Linked DNA regions of Mus musculus: all the other regions are linked to region 4. Evidence: chromatin contacts called from public ChIA-PET, HiChIP or PLAC-seq and Micro-C data. All regions are on one chromosome and are shown on one strand. Each heading gives the region's core, a stretch centred on a gene start, on an enhancer-like site or on the middle of the called end of the contact. The rest is flanking DNA. Distances are from core to core; before and after follow the strand shown.

Region 1 (2,797 bases), core at 164-2,663, 330 kb after region 4:
ACAGAGACCTGAGCAGAGAGTCACAAAGGCAGACAGTGACCCTGGCTGGCCGCATGATGAGCTGTCTGGCCAGTGTGAGGGGAAAAGGCAACCCCTGTCCTGTGTCCTGTGTTTCAGTAGTGACTAGGTCCCCATCAGACTGCTAGGAGCACCCTTCAAACAGGCAAGAGAACATGAAAAATTATAAGACCTATTCTCAAAGGCTCTTGTAATTCTCAACCCCCTCCTACAGAGGATGTTTCTAGACTAGACATGTCAGCTTGTGCTTCTTGTCTTGCTTGGTTTTGAGCTTTGGGGGCAAACATCATTCTTCTGTCCCCAACATTGACTTTCTGAAGCCCGTAAGTTGCTAAGTGGTGTGGAAATAAGCCCGCTCTAATAAAAAAGCAATGTAGACTGAAGAAGTGCTACAGGCCATGCGCCTGTGAACAAGCCCCCGCTTTCACTCACTTAGATGGCTGTGATCAGCAGTCAGTAAAACTGACTCCAGGAAAGGATACTTTAAGATTACTTTATAATTTCTAGAAACTAGAGTATAGTGTAAAATAAGTATGACCCTTATTAACATAAAACATTTATTCTATATAATAAACACTAATGACTAATAAAAAAGAAATCCAACTTACTAGGGAAGTCAGTCCTTCATTATCAACAACCCAGTCTTCTTTTTCAGCTAATCTCTTTATCTCTACATGGAAAACAAGGACACAAATATTTTCTAGTATAATTATCTCACTGAACTTCAACAGAGACAAAAACATCTATAGGTTTGTAGCTTTTAGTATTTTACATATGTTTATGAAAACAGAGATAAAACTCAATATTGGTATATCTGAGGATTTAGTTATGCTTTTCTCACATATTCTAACAAAATGTTCATGCAATGCACTACCAGGAGAAAAGCTGCTCACAACAGTGACTGCTTACTCGGTACTCTTTGCAGCAGTGCTAGACTTGTGCAAAACGAGCCCTCCAGGGTCTCTGCTCTGAGTGGCTTAGCGTCAGTGTTGAGCCCTCCCTCTGGATCCTGAATGGTGGCTACCTCTCACGTGGAGTGACACCTACCTAAACTTTCAGCAGGGCAGGCTTGTGTAGGTGCAGGTGGGAGGCATGTTTAGCTTCTTACCTGCATTCCATTCTCTCCTTTGACACATGTTTTAACTTCCAATTCTACAGTGCAAGGCCTTCCCCACTTAGAACCCTGGTGGCAGACGATACCAGCCTATGCTGTTTATAACAAAGTTCTTGTTTTTTTTAAACACTTAATACTTTAAAGGTCACTTATAAAAAATAACTTTTGGAGGATGTAGTGGTTTGAAAGAAAATGCCCCCCATAGGCTCAGAGAGAGTGGCACTATTGGGAGATGTGGCCTTGTTGGAGTAGGTGTGGTTCTGTTGGAGGAAGTGGGTTACTGGGTACCAGCTCTGAGGTCTCATATGCTCAAACTAAGCCTAGCAGCTCAGTTCACCTCCTGCTGCCTACAGATCAAGAAGTAGAAATCTCGGCTTCTTCTCCAGCACCATGTCTACCCGCATGCTGCCATGCTTCCTACAATGATGATAATGGACTAAACCTCTGAACTGTAAGGCAGACCCAATGAAATGTTTTCCTTTATAAGAAGTGCCATGGTCACAGTGTTTCCTCATAGCAAGAGCACCCCAACTAAGTCAGTGGCTCTATATAGAAAATTCTGGAAATATAAAGAAAAGCATGTATAATTTCTAATATTCATAGAAACACTGCTAACGGTGTTCTGATTTCATGTGACTTTTAAAATCAACTTAGAAAATATCCACATGTTTTTAACCTGGGACCATATTTTACATAAATTTCTATATCCAGCAGTTTCTATTTAAAATTTATTATAAAGGTATTCTTATATTCTTAGTTTCAAGTATATCTACCTTCACTTCTGCAATGCCTTAAATCTTAAATTGTTTTGAAAAGATACTTAAAAAAAAGAAAAAATTCTATTCTACAGCTATAAATGAATAAATAGGTGCAAATTTATCTAACACTATTTTTCTCTCATTTTCAAGGCTTTGGAAGCTGGAAAGAAGCCAGCTCAGGTAACTTTGTCCAGTAAAACTAAGATACCTTCGGCCGTATGCTGCAATGTCACCATTATGCAACGTATTCGGAGATCCAAAATTAGGTCCTGGATAATCTGTAACATGTCATTGGGAATCTCCAGGGCGGTCAGTGATTCATATGTTAGCCTGGCAAACAGATAAAACACAAGTGAGAAAAGGGGGATCCGAGCAGCCCTGCCTTGCCTGGACTGTCCTGTGTGTATGCCTCACGGAGCTCAGGAGTGACAGCATGAGCGCAGCAGGAACAGTACAGGGTCTCTGCAGCAGATGGGTGCACAGACAGTATGACACTCTCATCCAGCACATATACCAGACATGCTGAAGAACTGCTTGGCTAGATAAGTGAGAAATAGGAGCCTCAGGACAGAGAGGCAGAAGATAAATTCCTCAATGACATGTTAAGTAGCATATCTTACTCTGGGGTGTTGACTGTTTTAAAAACCACTACAGCAAACAAATGCATGTAAACCCACTGAGCCCTTTCCATGAGCATGGCTCCCACGTGCCCACACTTGCCTTATGGTCTGGATAACGTGTGCGAGCCACTGCCCCGAAAGCTCTGCCTGCACCTCCCAGCCGCCATACTGCCTCCCATCCCCTTCTCGGAGGCTGAGTGGAAGCAGGGCTCCCCGGATCAGCTTCACCAGGGAGTGCATTACTTCTTGAATCATTTTCTAGAAAATGAAAAGCAAAACTGCATTAT
Region 2 (2,700 bases), core at 108-2,607, 290 kb before region 4:
GAAGCAGAGGTTGCTGAAAGAACTGCCTGGCTTCAGTGGGCCTACTATGTGCTGACTTTTGGCAGGGTCAGTCAATCACAAGCCTTCGCTGTTTAACTATAGCTTACTGGCCATCACCACTTGGGGACGGAGCTTCCCGGAGTCATCCAGTTGCCCCAAGCAGAAATGGGCTGTTTATTTGCTCTCTCAACAGGCAGGTGCATTTGTACAGGGAAAATGGACCCTCAGGGCAAAGCAGGCCTTTTAATCCACTACCTCCAAACCAACCAGGTGCTGAGAGAATGATTAGTAATTCATCGTTTCAATAAAAACATTAGAGAAAAGAGCCTCAGCAGAGAATACTAATAACCTATTGCAAACCTTCAGCTTATATTCAAGGCCAGCTGGGGTTATGCAGTGCGACTTTCTCTCAAAGATCAAAACAAAATTAAACTGACAACCTATAAACATATTTTGACACTAGTAGAATCCAGCGGTCCAAAGTATGTACAATTAATTTTCATGGTCATATTTTATCACTGGTCAACAAAGCTGAAGGGGAAACTCTGAGGGGCTGCATAACATAATGCCGTCCTTTAAAAACCCTATAGGTGGAACAACAATATGAACTAACCAGTACGCTCGTGTTTCTAGCTGCATATGTAGCAGAAGATGGCCTAGTCGGCCATCATTGGGAAGAGATGCCCCTTGGTCTTGCAAACTTTATAAGCCCCAGTACAGGGTAACGCCAGGGCCAAGAAGTGGGAGTGGGTGGGTAGGGAAGCACGGCGGGGGGAGGGTATAAGGGACTTCCGGGATAGCATTTGAAATATAAATGAAGAAAATATCTAATAAAAAAATTGGATGAAAAAAAAAAAAAACACCTCACTTCTAAGAACTCGAAACAGTGATTTGCAAACTGGGGGCCTTCCCCCTACCCCTTTCTTTCTTTACGAAGACAAAGACACACACACATAACGTTGCCTGGCCGATCTCTTACCTGGACAAGGATGATTTTAAGCTTTTGATCCTCCTGCCTCCACTTCCTTCGTGCTGGGATTATAGTGCTAGTGTATGCGGTGCTGGGGATGGAATCCACGGCTTCCTGCAGGCCACGGGAACTCCACTACTGAGCTATGTCCCCAGATGCAAATTGGGTTCTAATGGTAACCCCTCACCCATACCGGTAAGCAAAGGCCATAGCCGGCTCTAAAGGCTAACGTGCATGTGACACATACACTCACAGCGGCAGTGTGGTCTTCAATTACAGCAGAAAGCGCGAATAGTATTCCCAGAAGAGAGCAGTTAAACCCAGACATGCTGCCTTTGGGACTTTGCTGAATCAGCTTCCTGTGAGTCCGAAGCAGCTACTGTCGGAGAACAACAACAAGGAGTGAGGAGGAAGTGCTTCAAAGTACCAAGTGTGTGTGAGAGCGGACCCAGGGCAGTGGTGTGGCAAACTTAGTTTTGATTTGAAACAGGGGCTCCTGTTGCCCCAGCTGCCTTGACTTTCCTGGGCACGAGAATGCTCCTGCCTCAGTTTCCCCTGCACTTGGGACTACACTGGCTTTTGCTTTCACAAAGCGGCCTGGGAAAGAGGAGTGAGAGATTCTTAATGGTTAATGGTTAATGGTTTCCTAGCTTCTAAGCTTCAGTGTGTGTGTGTGTGTGTGTGTGTGTGTGTGTGTGTGTGTGGTGTCTTGCATGTGCCATGTAGTATGTATGGAGATCAGAGTACAACTCTGTAGACTCGGTTCTCTCCTTCTACCTTTGTGTGAGTTCTGAGTACTTGGGTAAGGAGAATTCTGTATATTGCGGGTTTGGGGTGGAGAGATGGTTGGACCGATAAGAACTCTCGCTGCTCTTTCAAGAGGATTGGTTTCTAGCACTCACACCATGCAATGTAATTCACAACCATCTGTAATGCTAGCTTTAGAAGATCAGAAACCCTTTACAGGCGTCTGAAGGTATGTGCATGCGCGCGCGTGTGCACACACACACACACACACACAGAATGTAAATCTTTATATTTTTATTTTATGTATATGAATGTTTGCCTGCATGTGCACCACGTGTGTTCACCTTGCCCAAGAAGCCAGAAGAAGGTTTGAAACTGGAGGTAGAGATAGCTTTGAGCCGCCATGCAGGTGCTTGGAACAGAATCCAGCTCTTTGGCAAGAATAGCAAACACTCCTGACCCCTGAGCCACCTCTCCAGCTCCCAAAACAAGTCTTTTTTAAAGGAAAGCACTTCTATCCTTCTGAGCCATCCCCTTGGCTGGCCCTCAGCCTAACTTAAAATCTACACCTTGCAGTGTAGGTTTGAGAGGAAGCAATCCCAGAGTACCTCTCCTGCTTATGACCTATCTCAGCACAGGCCAGCTACCAATCATTGCTTGAATGCGATTTCTCTGAAGCGGTGTGAAGTAGCGACCTCTTGTGGCCATTTGCAGTAATTTCGATGGCTCTTGTTGAATTGCCAGCCCAGCGTTCCTTTATGGCTTGGACACTCTTTAACCTCTCTGCTGCCCCTTTTGAACTGTAACTGCTAGTGAAATGCTGAAAAAATGATGACCCCCCCCCCAGTCGCCTCTTCCTTCGTTAGTTACAAATAAAAACAGGATGGTGGGTAGACCTAAAATACCAGACGCACTGGAGGTGGCACCAGCTACAGGTTAAGGTTTATGCTTTGAGTTTGCTGTGTGACCTTGGAGAACTTGAA
Region 3 (2,720 bases), core at 81-2,580, 410 kb before region 4:
CTCTCTCTCTCTCTCTCTCTCTCTCTCTCTCACACACACACACACACACACACACAATCTTTTAAAAGGTGTTTGTGTGTCCAGAGGGATCTCTTGGTTCCTGGCTTCCTTTCTCTTCAGTAGGTCCCTGGGTGTTTCTCAGACTTCCAATGTGAGCAGCTACTTTGACATCAGGTTAGATGCAGCAGAGACTGGTAAAGTGCTAGAAGGGTCTCTGTGATGTTTTAAAATGTCTGTTAGTGAGTTGAAAAGGATTTCTCAAGAAACAGAGATACAGAGCTGTTTCAGCAAGTGAAAGACCCGTCATCACGTGGGTAGTAAACAGTAAACAGAAGCTTACTGGAGAGAAACGGCCCAGATGAAAATGAGACAAGTCACAGAAGGAAGCAGAGATAGTGGATTAGGGTGCTAGAAACTGTGGCTTGACCAGAGAAGGTAAAGAATGACAACCTTGGGTGCTGGAGAGATGGCTCAGGACCTGAGAGCAATCTCTCTTGCTGCAGAGGGCCGGAGTTCTATTTCCAGCACCCACATGGTGGCTCACAATCTCCTGAAACTCCATGGACTCTTCCGGTCTCCAGTGGCATCTACTCACAAGTACATACATACATGTAAAGTAAAAAACATATGAGAGAGAGAGAGAGAGAGAGAGAGAGAGAGAGAGAGAGAGAGAGAGGAAAGAGAGAGAGGAGAGAGAGAAGAGAGAGAGAAGAGAGAGAGAAGAGAGAGAGAAGAGAGAGAAGAGAGAGAGAAGAGAGAGAGAAGAGAGAGAAGAGAGAAGAGAGAAAGAAGAGAGAAGAGAGAAGAGAGAAGAGAGAAGAGAGAAGAGAGAAAGAAGAGACAACCAGACAGGGAGCACCAGGAATTCAGAACACAATCAAAGACACAGGGAAGGAGGAGAAGGAGACGCGAAGGAGAATAATAATCTGGAGTGGAGTTTTATGTTTGTGCACACCTGTAATTTCAGTATTTGGGAGTTTAGGGAAAGTCTGGGCTACAGGAGACCCTGCCTCTAAACTGCAAATAAATAAATCTTTAAAATGTAAGCAAAATGAGCGGTGTTGGTTAGCTCTTAGGTCTCTTCTGGCTTCCGGAGTAGCAGCAGGAGCCGGGCCTGAAACTGGAGCACAGGACACCCCAGCTGCCTGGGAGGAGGGTGAGACGGCTTCGGAGGAACCCGGATCGGGCCCGCTGCGCGCCCGGGGAGGGCGGCGAACTGGGGAACAGACTGGGCGTCTCCCGGTCTCCTGCCCCGGGCCGGGCTCCCGGGGATCCGCGCCCATCTCTGCCCGGCTCCTCCTCCGGGGCGTCCCCGGCTGCTGGCCAATGGGCGGCGGGCGGTGCGGAGCGGGAAGCAGAACGTGGGGGCCCTGCCCTCCCAGGCGCGGGGTCCCGCAGCGCCAGGTCCGCGCCCTGGAGTCGGCGCCAGGTTCCCGCGAGGTCCTCAGGAGCCCTCAAGGTGGCCAGTGTGCAGCTCCCGGGCGACAGAGCACCCTGAAGATGCAGGATGGCAGCACGGCCGCCCGCCAGCCTCTCTTACCGTACCACCGGCTCCACCTGCCTGCACCCGCTCAGCCAGCTCCTGGGCATCCCGCTGGATCAGGTAACAGCGTCCCACCCGCTACCCAGACCCTCTGTCTGGGAACAGGATTGCGACCTGGATTCGCTCAGAGCCTAGTTTATGGCTATGAACCCTACACGTGCGAGAGCTTTTTCTTCCCTTTTTTTTCTTTTTTCTCTGAGTTGGCTGCTTTTTCTGCGTGAAAACTATACGTCCACCTAAGCTAGCAAGTTGGACTGAACTTTTAAGTTTTGCTCTGTGATCGAATTATTTAGTGGTGTGATCCATGAACCCAGCATTTCCCCCACCAGTGTAGATAAAAGTCTTTGTGATTTTTAAATTTAGGCGATCCTACTTTAAGAGTAAGTCTGATCCAGCTGGGTGTGGTGGATCACGCCTTTAATCCAGGTCTTCAGAGCCCGGGGCAGGGAAATTGCAGCGAGTTCCCGTCTTCTCTGTCTAGGATGCTGAGGAGAAGCCTCAACTCTCAAACAAAACCAAACAAAAAGTAAAAAGCCTGACTAACCAGATGCGTAGGTCTATAGTATAGTATATGGTGATGACTTTTTTATTCCGTTTGTTGAGACAGCATCTGGCCCTGACTGTCTTGGCACTCACTCTGAAGTTCAGGCTGGCATCGAAGTCTCTTATTTTGTCTAGGCTGGGCTAGAACTGGTGATCCTTTCGCCACAGTGTTGAGATGCTTCTCAGAGGGCCTTACTCAGTTCTCATCCATCCCTGCTGTGCGAAACTGATGAGTAGGGCGGGCCCTGGGAGGAAAAGGGCTGTGGGGACTTCTTTGGAACTGTTCAGGAGTTGCCTGCTACATTAGAGGTAAAACTGGCAACAGTAACCTGGTAGGAATTTTGCCAAAGACAGCTGGAGTGCAATTCAGTGGTAGAGTTTGTAGTATGCTGGAGGGTCTGTCCTGTCTTCTGGCCTCCGTACTGAGGTCAAGAAAAGTCTTCCTGAGGTGTATGTAGTCTTGCCTTATTTCCTTCGGTGCCTCAGGCTATGTCCCCTGTGTAGGATGTAATGGTTTGAATGGATTCAGGCAGGACAGGTTGGAGTAAGACCCACTGCTCTCCTTACTAATCTGTTTCCTTTGAGTTTCCCCAGTTTAGTTTCCCTTCCTTTGCTGGGTCTCGAGGTGCATGCT
Region 4 (2,962 bases), core at 9-2,508:
ACCCCAAGCAGTGCCAAGTAGGTAATACACTGAACAATCATAGTATGTTACTTTGCTTGGTATAGAGGAGAAAGCTATATGGATGCGATCTTCATTCTTTTAAAGTGAATGATATTTCTAAACTCAATGGTCCCTGTGAACTTGAAATCAAGGTTTAATCTACTTGAAAAAGTGAAGAGTCAGTCAACTATCGGAGCAGAAACCAAACGAGCCCAGTGCAGCTTCCCACATTTCAGGAGACACCAGAAAGCTTTCTAGATTTTTAAGTCACAAGGGAATGTGAAGCAGACTTAGATAAACTAGGAAGAGACCGCACTGCATAGATTCCCACTGTGTGGGTCACTTCACCTCTGTTTTCTGTATTAAAAAAAAAAAAAAGTATCATTTCTGACTGCCTCGCCTTCACGACTAAGTAAGATTATGAAAGCCGTAGAGCCTGGTATCTGAAACCACTGCTGATCCCCTACAGTGGAACTGACAGGGCTGGTTTTGTGTCTATAGGGATGGGGCTGCTAGGGAGTTAAGATGCTGAAAAGCGACTGTACCAGTACACTGACAACTTCCTACATGGTTGTTTCAATTTCTATTTTGAACACTTATCGTCTAAACCGTACCAATGGCTTTACATAGAATTCTCTAGTGTAAGACTCACAACACCCCTACAAAGTTGTGGTAACATCGAGGAAACTTGCCCAAGGTCAAATTCCTGTAACTAACAGTATCTTAGCCATGATACAGGGAGGCCGATCTTAATCAAGAAAGTCAAGTGAAGCCTGAGGAGGGAACCCAGACTGACGTGCAGACCGGCTCCTGACTCCTGGGGGATGCAGCTACGGGAGCATCCCGTCACCGTGAGCCCGCCTGCTCCGGGGAGCGCTCGGCCTGCCAAGGTAGCCGCGGCCGGCCCACCACATCCCAGCACACCGCCCTCCGCCGCCGCAGGGAACGAGATCGGGGTACTCCGAAGCCGGCTCACCGTTCAGGCCCACCGTGGCCACCAAAGGCCGGGCTGCGGCCTGGCCACTCAGGGACTCGCGGCACAGGAAGGGTCGCTTCACATCCAGAACAGGTGGCTCCGAGGCGGCGGGCACCGCGCCTTGCAGCAGAGGACGCAGCGCGCCCGCCACCCCGCGGGAAGTGGCCGATAGGACGGGCGCGAACGGGCCCGAGCGGGCGGCGACCGACAACATGGCGACAGCTGCTCAAACCACCTCGTCGGTCACAGGGACGACCTTTCGTTCGAACGACGGCCCGAAGAGGAGCGGGAGGCGCAGGGTTTGTGACGTCAGCGCGACGCCGGAAAGGGCGTTTCGCAAGGTTGAGCGAATCGGGAGGGACGCCGCGTTGGGGGCGTGGCTTCGGGCGCAGGTTGGGGCCCGGGCAGGAAAGGGCAGGGCCTGGAGACACTCTGGTGTCTGACTCGGTCGCCCTGCCCCAGGAAAACCGAAGTCGGGAGGGATTTCTTGTGGTCGTGATTGAGATCCTTCATTTAGGGCAAAACCTTAAATCGGGGACGACCGAGGCATGAGAAAAAAAAAAACAACAGGCTACTACTACTTCCTAACGCCTATCACCTAGAATAAATACCAACCGCTTTTTGTCTTTTGCCAAGACGATTTTGATCTTCTTACAACAAAAGAGCCAGAAACCTATATGCAAGGTTTGACAAAAACAAAACAAAACAAAACAAAACAAAACGGTGGCTTACGATTATTCATGATCTACTACGCTTTTGATTTGGTAGTTTCCTTCGTTGTTCATTTGTAATTATGATCTTGATGAAATAACACTATTGATACCAGCATTTTACCAGTGAAGGACCTGGTCCTTAGACCCTTTGCTCTGCATAGATTGCCAGGAAGCAGTGGAGTATTGTAGACCCCTGAGGGGTTTTTGTTTGTTTGTTTGTTTGTTTGTTTCTGAACAAGTGGGGTTTCCCAAGTGATGTTCAGCAGTACAAAAGGGAGGGACTCTTACTCTCCTTCACATAGTGAGAAAACTGCCAACTTTCTAACTTCTCTTTCAGTTCTGACTACACCACTAACAAAGTCTCTGTGAGGTGCTAATAAACGTTAATCCCTCTTACACTTGAAAATCTCCACTTTTCCAAGTAGAACAAACCTTGATTTCAAGTTCACACAGACAATTGAGTTTAGAGATGGCATTCACTTTCAAAGAATGAAGTTCTCATCCATACAACTTTCTCTATACCAAATACTTCGTTTATTCTTTTAGGGTTTAAAAAGAAAAAACAGTAAAAAAAAAAAACTAAGAATTTAAGCACTGCACACTCTGGCATGATTGTGATATGATGCTTGTATAATACATGGACTCTAGGACCTTGGCTGGTTTCTAAACCTTTGGAATTGTAAAACAATGTAGTTGTGTTGTTTTAAGACACTATGTTTGTTATAGCAGCAATGTAAAACAACACCCAGGAGATCCGGGCCCTCACAGAGGAATGATTGCAGGTGTCCTTAGCCAGGGAGGATACTTGCTGCCTAGTCTGGGTCCTTTCTTGTCACTGTCACTTCATTCAGTTATGTTCTGAACAGGGACAGGACCTGGGATAACCCCAGAGAAGCATGCACTCCATGTAGATCTCACCTAAGGAACCAGGAGTGAATATCCACCATGGCAGAGATCAATCTAACCTTTTCTCTCTCAGCTGAATCTCCAGATGGAAGTCTTCACCCCAAACTGCCCCTGCCTGTGGCTCTGTCTCATGATGGAACCAAATCCCCAGCTAGATGCCAACTGCTGCTGGTGGTGCCAGTGCTTGACAAGAGATGGACCATGGAGCTTTCCAGATGCATATGACACCATATACATCTGAGCTGGCCCTGGACAGACAGCCTCAGCTGAGAAACCACCCAACAAGGACGAGCCAGGGCCAGGCATAGGTCTGTTCGTCATCAGTTTTTGAGGATGTCAGAGGCCAGTTCTCCTACAAGAGCCAGGA
Region 5 (2,700 bases), core at 133-2,632, 290 kb after region 4:
ATCCCGAGTGCTGGGACTACAGGGATGTATCACCTAGCTCATTTTATTTTAATAGGATAACCTAGAGGTGGAACTGCTGCGTTGGAGGGTTTTCAGTCTTGGTAGATTCTGCCAAGCTGTCATTCAAAAGGCCACAGGAAACAGAGGTCTTGCTTCTCCATGCATTTTAACCATGGGTTGCCTGGTGCTACAACATGTCCCAACTCAACAGTTCATTGAAAACTTTTAAACAGCAATTTGACAAAACTTTTCATTGAAAAAAAAATCAAGTAGCATTTTAAGCAAAATGTAAAGGTGGACGAAGCCAAGCCTTTCACTCCTCTGCCTGTCTGGAGTCTCAAAAGGAGTTACAGAAAGCATGCCGTACCATGTGAAGCCATACCAAGAATGCAGACCTTCCTTCCCGTGAACCACTTCCTGGCACAACAGACATTGCTTCTCTATGGACAAACTCAAAGTTCTCTGCTAGTGTTGTTTTGAAACCCGGCACTCCCCGGTAGGTAATACTTCAAGAAATTGGAAAGTCTGGAGACAACCTACTTCGTACACCACATTTCCTGTTTTTAACCCCTGTGCCCTAAATCAGTTAGCACTCCTAGTCTACTGACAAAAATAGATCGAAAAATACTATAAATATCCCACAATGTACTTTTTAAAATTGTCAAACTGAAACATTACATGAAAGAAGCCTGGGCTGTTTTTTTTTTTTTTTTTTCTTTTTAAGTAAACTATCTATTCAACTATACTCTAAAGACACATACTGCCTGTTTTTTTTTTTTTTTTTTAAAGATAGTCAGAAACTTTATCAGTATTGGCATAACAGACAAAGAAGCCTAAATATCACATAATACAATTAGCTTTTGTTGTAATGGAGAAAGCAAATTTCTGTTGGAAGTACAGGTCTCCCTGTTTTGGTGTACATTCCCATACTGACTTGTATCCTCAGGGGCAAGGTGGCCCTACTGTGAGTGTGTGAATAATAACTTCTGCCTCTATAGTGCTGTTTTCTATACCAGGACTTTTCCTGTATCAAAATGTGGTCCTACTGATCACTATGGTGGATTTCATAGGAAAACTCTACTCTTTAGAAAACAAAGTATTACCAGCAATGAAAATACTAATGAGTTCATGGTTTACTTTTATATACATATAAATAAAATTCAGTGGAACTTAGTATCAATAAACTGCCTTATTATTAAAAGCTGTTTAGAAAAACAGCTTTCAAGACTTAGAAATAGGCAAGGGGGACGCAAGTCCCCAGCCTCTCCTCAGCAGTTTACGTGATGTGTTACAGGAACCATGGATCACATCAACAGCGCATGTCACAGAACAGTCTGCAGCATTAGCGCACGAGTCAGCCAGTTCCTCATAACCCTGACATCCTGAACTTCAGCCTTCAAAGGAGACAGAATTAACACGAACTGACACATTAAAACTACTCTGTCTCAACTAACTACACACACACACAACATTAACACACCAACACACACACACACTCACACACACCCCTCTCTCATCCCCTCATCAAGCCTTTCATTAGAAAGCAGTCTTAACTGGAAAAGTGAAAGTAACAACAAAAAAGATTCACTCTCTCCATGCAAATGAGAGTTTTTATTCACACTGTAAACTACCACTCTGAACATAATATTGCATAAATAGGAACTGTTCAATTTTCAAAATCTCAAGGAGGCCAGTTTAAAGAAAATATTATTTCAGTAAGATTGTAAGATTGAAACCTGACGCTTGGGCTGGAAGCACTGCTGGGTAGCAGGCTACTGAGCTGTGGACTCTGGAAAACACGTCAGCTGTGAGGAGCATGCCCATGTGAGGAGCATGCCCATGTGAGGAGCATGCCCATGTGAGGAGCATGCCCATGTGAGGAGCCCGCCCATGTGAGGAGCCCGCCCATGTGAGGAGCCCGCCCATGTGAGGAGCCCACCCATGTGAGGAGCCCACCCATGTGAGGAGCCCGCCCATGTGAGGAGCCCGCCCATGGCCTGGCACCCGTGTGCAGAAGGTGCAGAGCTGCTCTCGGGCTTATGAGAGCAGTGAGCTGTAGTGAGGTGCCCCAGCACTGGAACCAACTGTGGGGCAGAGAAAGAACTGGGTGTGAGCCTCATCCTCAACATCCAGCTCCATAGACTAATCTTTCATATGAAGGAGTGGCCCACTGTTGTAACTTTAGTCATTAAATCAAAGGATCAATCTAGATATTAAAAAGTTTGGTCATGTGAAAACTAGAAGTCAACAGTTGTGAATTAGTCAAGCCCCATTTCCACAGTAAGAATCCAGGTACAAGTGTCTGTCTCTAGAGTCCTATGTTTTTGCACAAGCCACTAATCTGCTGAGAGTATTAAAGACACAAAGTGCTGCTTCTGCACTGGTGGATCCAATGGCAGAAGACAGAGGTTACGTAGAAAGGGCAGGGTGGTGGATCTGAGTGAGCCTCTGGCTCCCCAGGGGCTGTCTACCTGCCTGAGCCTTTATTTGTAGAGCTTCGATAACAGCTTTCGGAGATGGTTCTGAGGACAAGACACACAATCCAAGGGGAGCAAGAGGATAGAGGAGGGCTCAGCTCCTCATTTCATACACGGGATTCTGTTTCTGACTCTTTACGATGCAATCTTCCTTCACACATGTGGATTCAAGTGGCTATTTCACTCCAGCCCCTGAGCTGCTCTTTGTCCTCACAAGAAGCTT
Region 6 (2,813 bases), core at 81-2,580, 390 kb before region 4:
TGGGAAAAGCATCTTGGGTTGTTGGGCCCAGCTCTCGAACCATGCAGAAACAAAACCAGAACCATGAGTGGTCATTTTAGCCCCTTCTCCTGTGAGGCAGGGCCTATGAGAGGATGTTTGTCTGTTTGCTGTTGCTTTGTCAAATTATCTGAGACTGGATCTTGACTTCAGAGGATTCAAGTTCCCTGGTCTTATTGCTTTGCAGGTATGGTGTAATAGTAACCTCACTGGGCATATGACAGAGGAGACCACTTATGGTGGCCAGGAAGCAGAGAGACAGGAAATGTCCTAGGACTCCATATCCACTTCAAGGGTGTACCTCCAATGATTTAACTTCCCTTCACTAGGCTCTGCCTCTTGAGACAAAACCATCTTCCCATAATGCTATAGGCTGTGGACTAGGTCTTTCACACATTTAAGATGGAAACCGTAGAAGATAAAATACTAGGGAAATAGCTAATTAATTGGCATCAGGTGTGTATGTGTGTGTGTGTGCACACGTGTGAGCGTGTGTGCTCGTGTGTAAGGATAATGGCAGAGAGAATTTCATTATGATGCATCTTGACACTGATGGAGGAGCACAGTGATAGAGACCTTGAAGGGGTGACTTTATTTTCAGCCTGTTCTATTTGGATCCAATGCAGGAGTCTAATCAAGAACAATGATCCCTGTTAACTTTCACCTAGTTGTAACTATGAGTCAAAACAGTTCTTTGGCTGTAGTAAGTACAGTCAACTAGTGGGAGATGTTGATAGGGTGAGCGTGGGCACATTTCTTGCTCTTCCGAGACTTGCATAAAGCCCATGCTGATGCCTTTTAACTATAAAACTATAACCTAGAATTCTTAGTTTTATTCTGCCAATCAACTTCATATATACTATATTGGTAGAAATTGAATTAGGACCAGTACTTTTGTGGGCCTTCTCTTTCTCGTCTCTCTTTTCTCTCCCCTTCCTCCCTCCCTCCCCTTCTTCCTTCTTTATTCCCTTTCTCATTCCATCCACCTCTGTTTCTCTTCCCCTTCTCCCTTTTGCAATTTTCCTTGTGCTGGGGATAGAACTCGGGGCCTACACTGGGCAGTGCTCTTCAACTGAGCTATGTTCCCAGCCTCCACAGGATTTTCCAGTTAAAAGACTGGAACATCAATCTACAATTGCATCAGTATGTAATTGTGCTTGGTTTTACTTTCATCTTACAGTTGGCTTTATTAAAATCTTTGCCTACATCTTAAGTCATTTCTGTGATGATGAAAGAACTTTAGCTTGTCTTAAATCTTCAGGTTCCTGGTTGGGTAATCTTTGAGAATGAACAATTCTTAACTTCTCTTTCTCTAACCCTCAACCACAGAGGCCCGCCCACACAACCCGTCATGCGTTTGGCACAGCTCACAAGTTCTCCTTAGATTTTGACCTTGGTAATGATCATAGAAAGTTGCCGCCATCTCCTCTCCATTCACTCTCCTCATTATAGGAACTTTTAAGTGCATGTTGTTCAAACAACAGGAGGCTGTAATATACTTGTAAGGAATGTAGGTATCTGCCTTGAGATAATTAAAGCCCTCTTAAGCACCATTAGGCCAGTCAGGTGATTTTGGCAAGTGTTCCAATCCTTGTAGGACAAAGTTGCTAAGACAGCCAAGAGTTTCAGTACAGCCACTGACACTCTGGCTGTCTCTTAACCGACACTGACATGTTGCTAGTGTTTGAGAGACTAGCAATGTGAGAGGTTGAGAGGTTACAACATTCTAATTGGCTTGAGCTCCCTCCTGTATAGACTTGCATCTGAGCCCCTAACTCCTGCTCTGGGGTTCAGGGACCCACCTGTCTGTAAGGCTTTAATAAATGCTACTTGTGTGATCCTGGATTTGAGTGCTGCTTTTGATTGCCACTTTCTTTGGTCTCCTAGGACCTTCTGAGAGTCCCATGTGAGTGCAGGTGCCTGTGGAGACCAAAGACATCAGATTCTTTGAGCTGGAGTTATGGGTAACTATGAGCTGCTGATAAGCACACAGAAAGCAGACTCAGGTCCTCTCTAAAGGGCGGTATGCTCTTCCCTGCTGAGCCATCTCTCAAGCTCTGGGAGGAGGCTCAGCTTCTGGCAGAGGCTGATGTACACTGGGACTCTATTTTTCTAATGCAAGGGGTTTGGAGTGGCAAGTTGAAGGAATGAAAACACACAAAACTTCAGAGCCTGGTTGGGTGACAGATTTTTGTGTTTTCTGTTGAGATCTGTTTGTGACCTCACCTTGCTCAGTGATGGCAGTTATAGCAAGAATTGGTTTATGGAGAGTTCCTTCTAGGCTTACAGCAGATATTTATTAGTGCAAGCCAGTTACACTTTTGGGGCCTCATCTCTGTAATGTGAGCATATGATTCAGACGGTATGGCCAGCTCTTGGGAAAGCTTTAGTTAGTAAATGTTTGGTTAACACATATTATCTGCTCCTCGGTTTTGAAACTCAGATAAAAAGTCTTCCTTGTTAAAACACAGAGGCAAAGAGTTATCTCTCAAGAATTGTCTTAGGGTTGTTTTGGTGCTTCTGGGGTCAGAACCCAGGGCTCTGTGCATGCTGGGTAAATGCTCTACCACTGAGCTACACCTACAACCCTAGGTGCTTTCTTCTCAGTGGTCTAAGATGGACAACTCCATCATACCATCTTAGATTTACCAAGCCTGTCCTTGGAGCTTCCTTAGTCAATGTCTGGGATGCAGGGACAGGGAGGCAGTGTGAGAGGTATTTGGGTAGTTTCTAGAAGAGAAACTCAAGGTAGGATTCATGACAGGATAAAGGGATATAAGGTCCTTTAAGGCAGG
Region 7 (2,878 bases), core at 258-2,757, 390 kb after region 4:
TAAAACCTGACTCATACCAAAAGCATCAAGGAGCCTATATTATGTTATTTTCACTTGCTTTTTCACAAAGAACCCAGGCACAGCACCACAGGACTCCCCACCCTTCCACTGCACACCTAAGTCGGCTGTAGTGAACCTCACATTCCCAGGCAAGTACTGAGTGCTGACTCATCTTCCAAAGGCCGCCTCCCACTAGTCTGACAAGTCACCAGGACCACAAGTGATTATTTTACGAGATGCATTTATACTTCTTCAGACCTTGTTAATTACTACTTTTACACTAGCAAATAATATTAAGATCTCCATGCTCTTCATCCAACAATTTAATTTTTTTAATGATTTTAGAAATTCATACAGGACATTAGTAAAATGAAAGGCAGTAAGGATTCTAATCCGAATGCAACATTATTAGGGGAACAAAAGGATTTTACTAAAAAATATTAAGTATGTTAGGAAGCCAGACTCTCACTAATGTCTGACTCTCTGGCTCTCCTTTCCCTCACTCTTTCTGTACCTGGGCCAGGGTGCAACTCAGGATAGAGCCTCAGGCACAACAAAAGGATAAACAAATCCTCCTGTAACAGAAGTCAGGAAAATCTTTGTAGCTGTCTTAGGTGGGAGGGAAGGAGCAGTAGAAGAAGACAGGGAAGGAGAGAAAACCTGTTTGACTAGATAATATTTATTTTTTAATTTTAACACAATTTATTATTATATAAACTTAACTGTGATAGTTTTAAATGTCAACTTGCCACAACCGAGAATCATCTTGGAAAGGCTCTGACAGAGGGATGATCTAGACTGGTTGGCTGGTAGGCATGTCTGTTGGGAACTGTCTTAATTGTTAAAGGAGGTGGGAAGAACCCCTTGAATGTGGGTGGTACCATGCCCTGAGCTGGGTCCTGGGCTGCTTAAGAGTGAGCTACAGGAGTCCTGAGCAGGAAGCCTTCTTACTTCATCCATGACTGTGGATAGGATGTTTTCCATTCCTGCCTTGACTTCCCTACAATAATATATTATAACCTAGAATTTTAAGTCAAACAAACTCTTTTTCCCCTAGGTTGCGTTTGGTCAGGACATTTTATCATAGCAACAGAATGAAATTACACTATTTACTTAGAAGGTTTTGTTCTGAGTCAGGGAGAAGCAAGGTATCACTAAGCACACAAGCCATTATGGCTGCAGCGCTCACCTGTCCTCATGTACAGCCCTCACAAGAGCCCACGAGAAAAACCTAAGAAACCTAGGCCAGACCTCAAGTGGGCAGCAGTCCGCCCTGCATGCCGAATTCAAAGCCAGAGTTTGGCTCCAAGTCACAGAACACTACCTCTTAAGAGAAATATAAAGAAATTCCAAAGCAAGTCAAGTCCTTTTGTCATGCCATTTTTTCTGCCTGCCTTCCTGACTACAATGCCACTAGAGATGGTTCGAATCAAACTGCTCTGTGGCTAGCAGCACAAGGCCAAAAGGTAAGAAGAGGACGAGGCAGTAAGAACTATGGAAAAAACATCTGTCAGAATGAAAGTGAAAGTAGCAACTACGACAATGAGCACTGGCTGCTATGCTGCTCAGCTCTGTGTCAACTTGACACAAGCTGGAGAACAGGGACTCTCAAACGAGAAAACGCCTTTATAAAATCGGTCTGTAGGCAAGGCATAGGGCCCTGCCTATTATGGGTGATACTGAGTTGGGCTGGTGTCTATATAACAGTTTTCTCCAACATTAAAACATTCCACCCTCAAGTTCCTTAAGCAGAAAGGTAAACAATGCAAAATAGCTTTAGGAAGTCCCTGAAATTGACCAGATTCACTAGGCTCCTATGAGGTAGAGTAAGCATTAAAGCTGAGACTCTCTCCCAAAGTGAGGATGAGCTGAAAAGAAGACTCTGAGACTAGAACAGCTGCCTGGAAGAAGCAGAAACAAGCTAAGCTACCTAGAAGAGGTTTGGACAAACTTATCGCCCAGAAAGAACACTCTACAACCTGTTGAGCTGCCCGCAGGCTGTGCAATATTCCAGGTTCCTAGCCTTGTGAGCTGTTACCCATGCTGGGGTGGGCTTTAGTGAAACAGCTGTCTTTGAGTCACTTCTGATCCTATGAGTAACCCCTTCTAGCCATATTCCTATAAGTAACCCCATTAAAACTCATTGGTTCACCAGTTGGACTGGTGATAGCCATACTTTGGCCTGTCATGGGATTCCTATCTGGCATGAGTAGACACGTAACTTGTCTCTCTAAAAATGTTCTGTCACACAACAGCTGGAGGTCCTAGGTGCTGTAAGAAAACTGGCTTAGCAAACTGCAGAGCAAATCAGTAAGCCGCACTCCTCCATGGCCTTTGCATCAACTCCTACCTCCAGGTTCCTGTCCTGATTTCCCCAGTGACAGACTGTGAACTAAGAGTGGTAAGATAAAATAAACCCTTTCTTCCCCAAGTGGCTTTGGGCCGTGGTGTTTTATCCCAGCAGTAGGAACCCTGTCTAGCACAGGTGGTCTGACTCACGCCCCTATAGAGCACGTGCATCGCCCTGGTCTCCTTCACCTGTAAAGGCTAAGGAAGAGCAGTCAGAATGATCCCTCCTTCCCGTACTTCACAGCAGCATCAAGAAGAAGCTAACATTCAGGAGTTTTGATGCAGGCCCTTCATGGGTTTTCTATCAACTGCAAGCCTATGTATGCATAGTTGACAGTGTGCTCCCACACACCCACCCTTTACCCTTCTAGTTTGAACTGTCCTGATTTTAATTGACAGGGTATCAAATATCATTGAGACAGTTTTAGAATGCCCCTGCTTTAAAGATGCTACCTAGACATCCCAAGCTCACTAAAAGCTCCTACACTCTAGGGTTTTTCAACAAACAATTCCTACCCAAAATGGGCCC

What was found. Hi-C and Micro-C count contacts between places; a contact is called where the count stands out from the background. ChIA-PET counts read pairs in DNA pulled down with a chosen protein or histone mark. HiChIP or PLAC-seq counts read pairs in DNA pulled down with a chosen protein or histone mark.
Region 1: a BATF HiChIP or PLAC-seq map of CD8 T cells shows a contact between it and region 4, with 8 read pairs. The contact joins the enhancer-like site here to the promoter of Uqcrfs1 in region 4. A contact is called at or near these places in 10 of 39 promoter capture datasets (the 3T3-L1 cell line, 3T3-L1-derived adipocytes, the C10 cell line and 6 more), 2 of 15 datasets of contacts at CTCF or cohesin (CD8 T cells and the NIH/3T3 cell line), 18 of 484 Hi-C or Micro-C datasets (3T3-L1-derived adipocytes, the AML12 cell line, B cells and 15 more), 15 of 115 datasets of contacts at active chromatin or transcription factors (the 230-238 cell line, CD8 T cells, the NIH/3T3 cell line and 11 more) and 3 of 9 other capture datasets (adipose tissue, liver and pancreatic islet).
Region 2: a contact with region 4 is called in an H3K4me3 HiChIP or PLAC-seq map of the SCID.adh cell line, with 16 read pairs. The contact joins the enhancer-like site here to the promoter of Uqcrfs1 in region 4. A contact is called at or near these places in 8 of 39 promoter capture datasets (cranial neural crest, embryonic stem cells, frontonasal cranial neural crest and 4 more), 1 of 15 datasets of contacts at CTCF or cohesin (pro-B cells), 26 of 484 Hi-C or Micro-C datasets (LSK cells, Sertoli cells, Th1 cells and 15 more), 21 of 115 datasets of contacts at active chromatin or transcription factors (the SCID.adh cell line, T-cell acute lymphoblastic leukemia, acute myeloid leukemia and 12 more) and 4 of 9 other capture datasets (adipose tissue, embryonic stem cells, embryonic tail and 1 more).
Region 3: a contact with region 4 is called in a Micro-C map of embryonic stem cells, with 2.7 times the contacts expected there. The contact joins the promoter of Mboat1 here to the promoter of Uqcrfs1 in region 4. A contact is called at or near these places in 6 of 39 promoter capture datasets (the 3T3-L1 cell line, cranial neural crest, frontonasal cranial neural crest and 3 more), 5 of 484 Hi-C or Micro-C datasets (embryonic stem cells, granulocyte-monocyte progenitors, nephron progenitors and 2 more), 8 of 115 datasets of contacts at active chromatin or transcription factors (the SCID.adh cell line, bone marrow-derived macrophages, embryonic stem cells and 2 more) and 2 of 9 other capture datasets (embryonic stem cells and liver).
Region 5: a contact with region 4 is called in an RNA polymerase II ChIA-PET map of effector CD8 T cells, with 31 read pairs. The contact joins the enhancer-like site here to the promoter of Uqcrfs1 in region 4. A contact is called at or near these places in 3 of 39 promoter capture datasets (the C10 cell line, the HPC-7 cell line and liver), 2 of 484 Hi-C or Micro-C datasets (bone marrow-derived macrophages and granulocyte-monocyte progenitors), 5 of 115 datasets of contacts at active chromatin or transcription factors (CD8 T cells, bone marrow-derived macrophages, effector CD8 T cells and 2 more) and 2 of 9 other capture datasets (adipose tissue and liver).
Region 6: an H3K4me3 HiChIP or PLAC-seq map of bone marrow-derived macrophages shows a contact between it and region 4, with 3 times the contacts expected there. The contact joins the enhancer-like site here to the promoter of Uqcrfs1 in region 4. A contact is called at or near these places in 5 of 39 promoter capture datasets (the 3T3-L1 cell line, cranial neural crest, frontonasal cranial neural crest and 2 more), 5 of 484 Hi-C or Micro-C datasets (CD4 T cells, granulocyte-monocyte progenitors, nephron progenitors and 2 more), 4 of 115 datasets of contacts at active chromatin or transcription factors (bone marrow-derived macrophages, embryonic stem cells, memory CD8 T cells and 1 more) and 1 of 9 other capture datasets (pancreatic islet).
Region 7: an RNA polymerase II ChIA-PET map of effector CD8 T cells shows a contact between it and region 4, with 21 read pairs. The contact joins the enhancer-like site here to the promoter of Uqcrfs1 in region 4. A contact is called at or near these places in 3 of 39 promoter capture datasets (the C10 cell line, hippocampal neurons and pre-B cells), 1 of 15 datasets of contacts at CTCF or cohesin (large pre-B cells), 1 of 484 Hi-C or Micro-C datasets (bone marrow-derived macrophages), 4 of 115 datasets of contacts at active chromatin or transcription factors (the SCID.adh cell line, effector CD8 T cells, memory CD8 T cells and 1 more) and 2 of 9 other capture datasets (adipose tissue and liver).

The regions. Positions count from the first base shown.
Region 1 is chr13:30,874,633-30,877,429 of GRCm38.p6, forward strand. Exoc2 (exocyst complex component 2) reads right to left here. Exons shown (of 28, transcript NM_025588.2): 15 at 2,611-2,768; 16 at 2,099-2,220; 17 at 627-688. Among named protein-coding and RNA genes, the nearest start is that of Hus1b, 72 kb to the right of the region's middle. Within about 2 kb of position 1,414, at least 5 of the 459 cell types and tissues checked have an H3K27ac peak or open chromatin away from gene starts, as enhancers often do. A contact at or near this core is called in CD8 T cells, memory CD8 T cells and regulatory T cells, where this site is marked.
Region 2 is chr13:30,257,709-30,260,408 of GRCm38.p6, forward strand. No RefSeq gene overlaps it. Among named protein-coding and RNA genes, the nearest start is that of Gm40863, 24 kb to the left of the region's middle. Within about 2 kb of position 1,358, at least 31 of the 459 cell types and tissues checked have an H3K27ac peak or open chromatin away from gene starts, as enhancers often do. A contact at or near this core is called in the SCID.adh cell line, T-cell acute lymphoblastic leukemia and Th1 cells, where this site is marked.
Region 3 is chr13:30,135,160-30,137,879 of GRCm38.p6, forward strand. Mboat1 (membrane bound O-acyltransferase domain containing 1) reads left to right here and starts at 1,331. Exons shown (of 13, transcript NM_153546.4): 1 at 1,331-1,603. The coding sequence starts at 1,508.
Region 4 is chr13:30,544,058-30,547,019 of GRCm38.p6, forward strand. It overlaps Uqcrfs1 (ubiquinol-cytochrome c reductase, Rieske iron-sulfur polypeptide 1), which reads right to left and starts at 1,259. Exons shown (of 2, transcript NM_025710.2): 1 at 977-1,259. The coding sequence starts at 1,190.
Region 5 is chr13:30,833,174-30,835,873 of GRCm38.p6, forward strand. All of the region lies in intron 23 of Exoc2 (exocyst complex component 2), which reads right to left. Among named protein-coding and RNA genes, the nearest start is that of Irf4, 85 kb to the left of the region's middle. Within about 2 kb of position 1,383, at least 87 of the 459 cell types and tissues checked have an H3K27ac peak or open chromatin away from gene starts, as enhancers often do. A contact at or near this core is called in CD8 T cells, the HPC-7 cell line, adipose tissue and 4 more, where this site is marked.
Region 6 is chr13:30,153,126-30,155,938 of GRCm38.p6, forward strand. All of the region lies in intron 1 of Mboat1 (membrane bound O-acyltransferase domain containing 1), which reads left to right. Among named protein-coding and RNA genes, the nearest start is that of Gm23206, 6.2 kb to the left of the region's middle. Within about 2 kb of position 1,331, at least 51 of the 459 cell types and tissues checked have an H3K27ac peak or open chromatin away from gene starts, as enhancers often do. A contact at or near this core is called in bone marrow-derived macrophages, granulocyte-monocyte progenitors and memory CD8 T cells, where this site is marked.
Region 7 is chr13:30,931,669-30,934,546 of GRCm38.p6, forward strand. All of the region lies in intron 4 of Exoc2 (exocyst complex component 2), which reads right to left. Among named protein-coding and RNA genes, the nearest start is that of Hus1b, 15 kb to the right of the region's middle. Within about 2 kb of position 1,508, at least 75 of the 459 cell types and tissues checked have an H3K27ac peak or open chromatin away from gene starts, as enhancers often do. A contact at or near this core is called in the SCID.adh cell line, adipose tissue, effector CD8 T cells and 2 more, where this site is marked.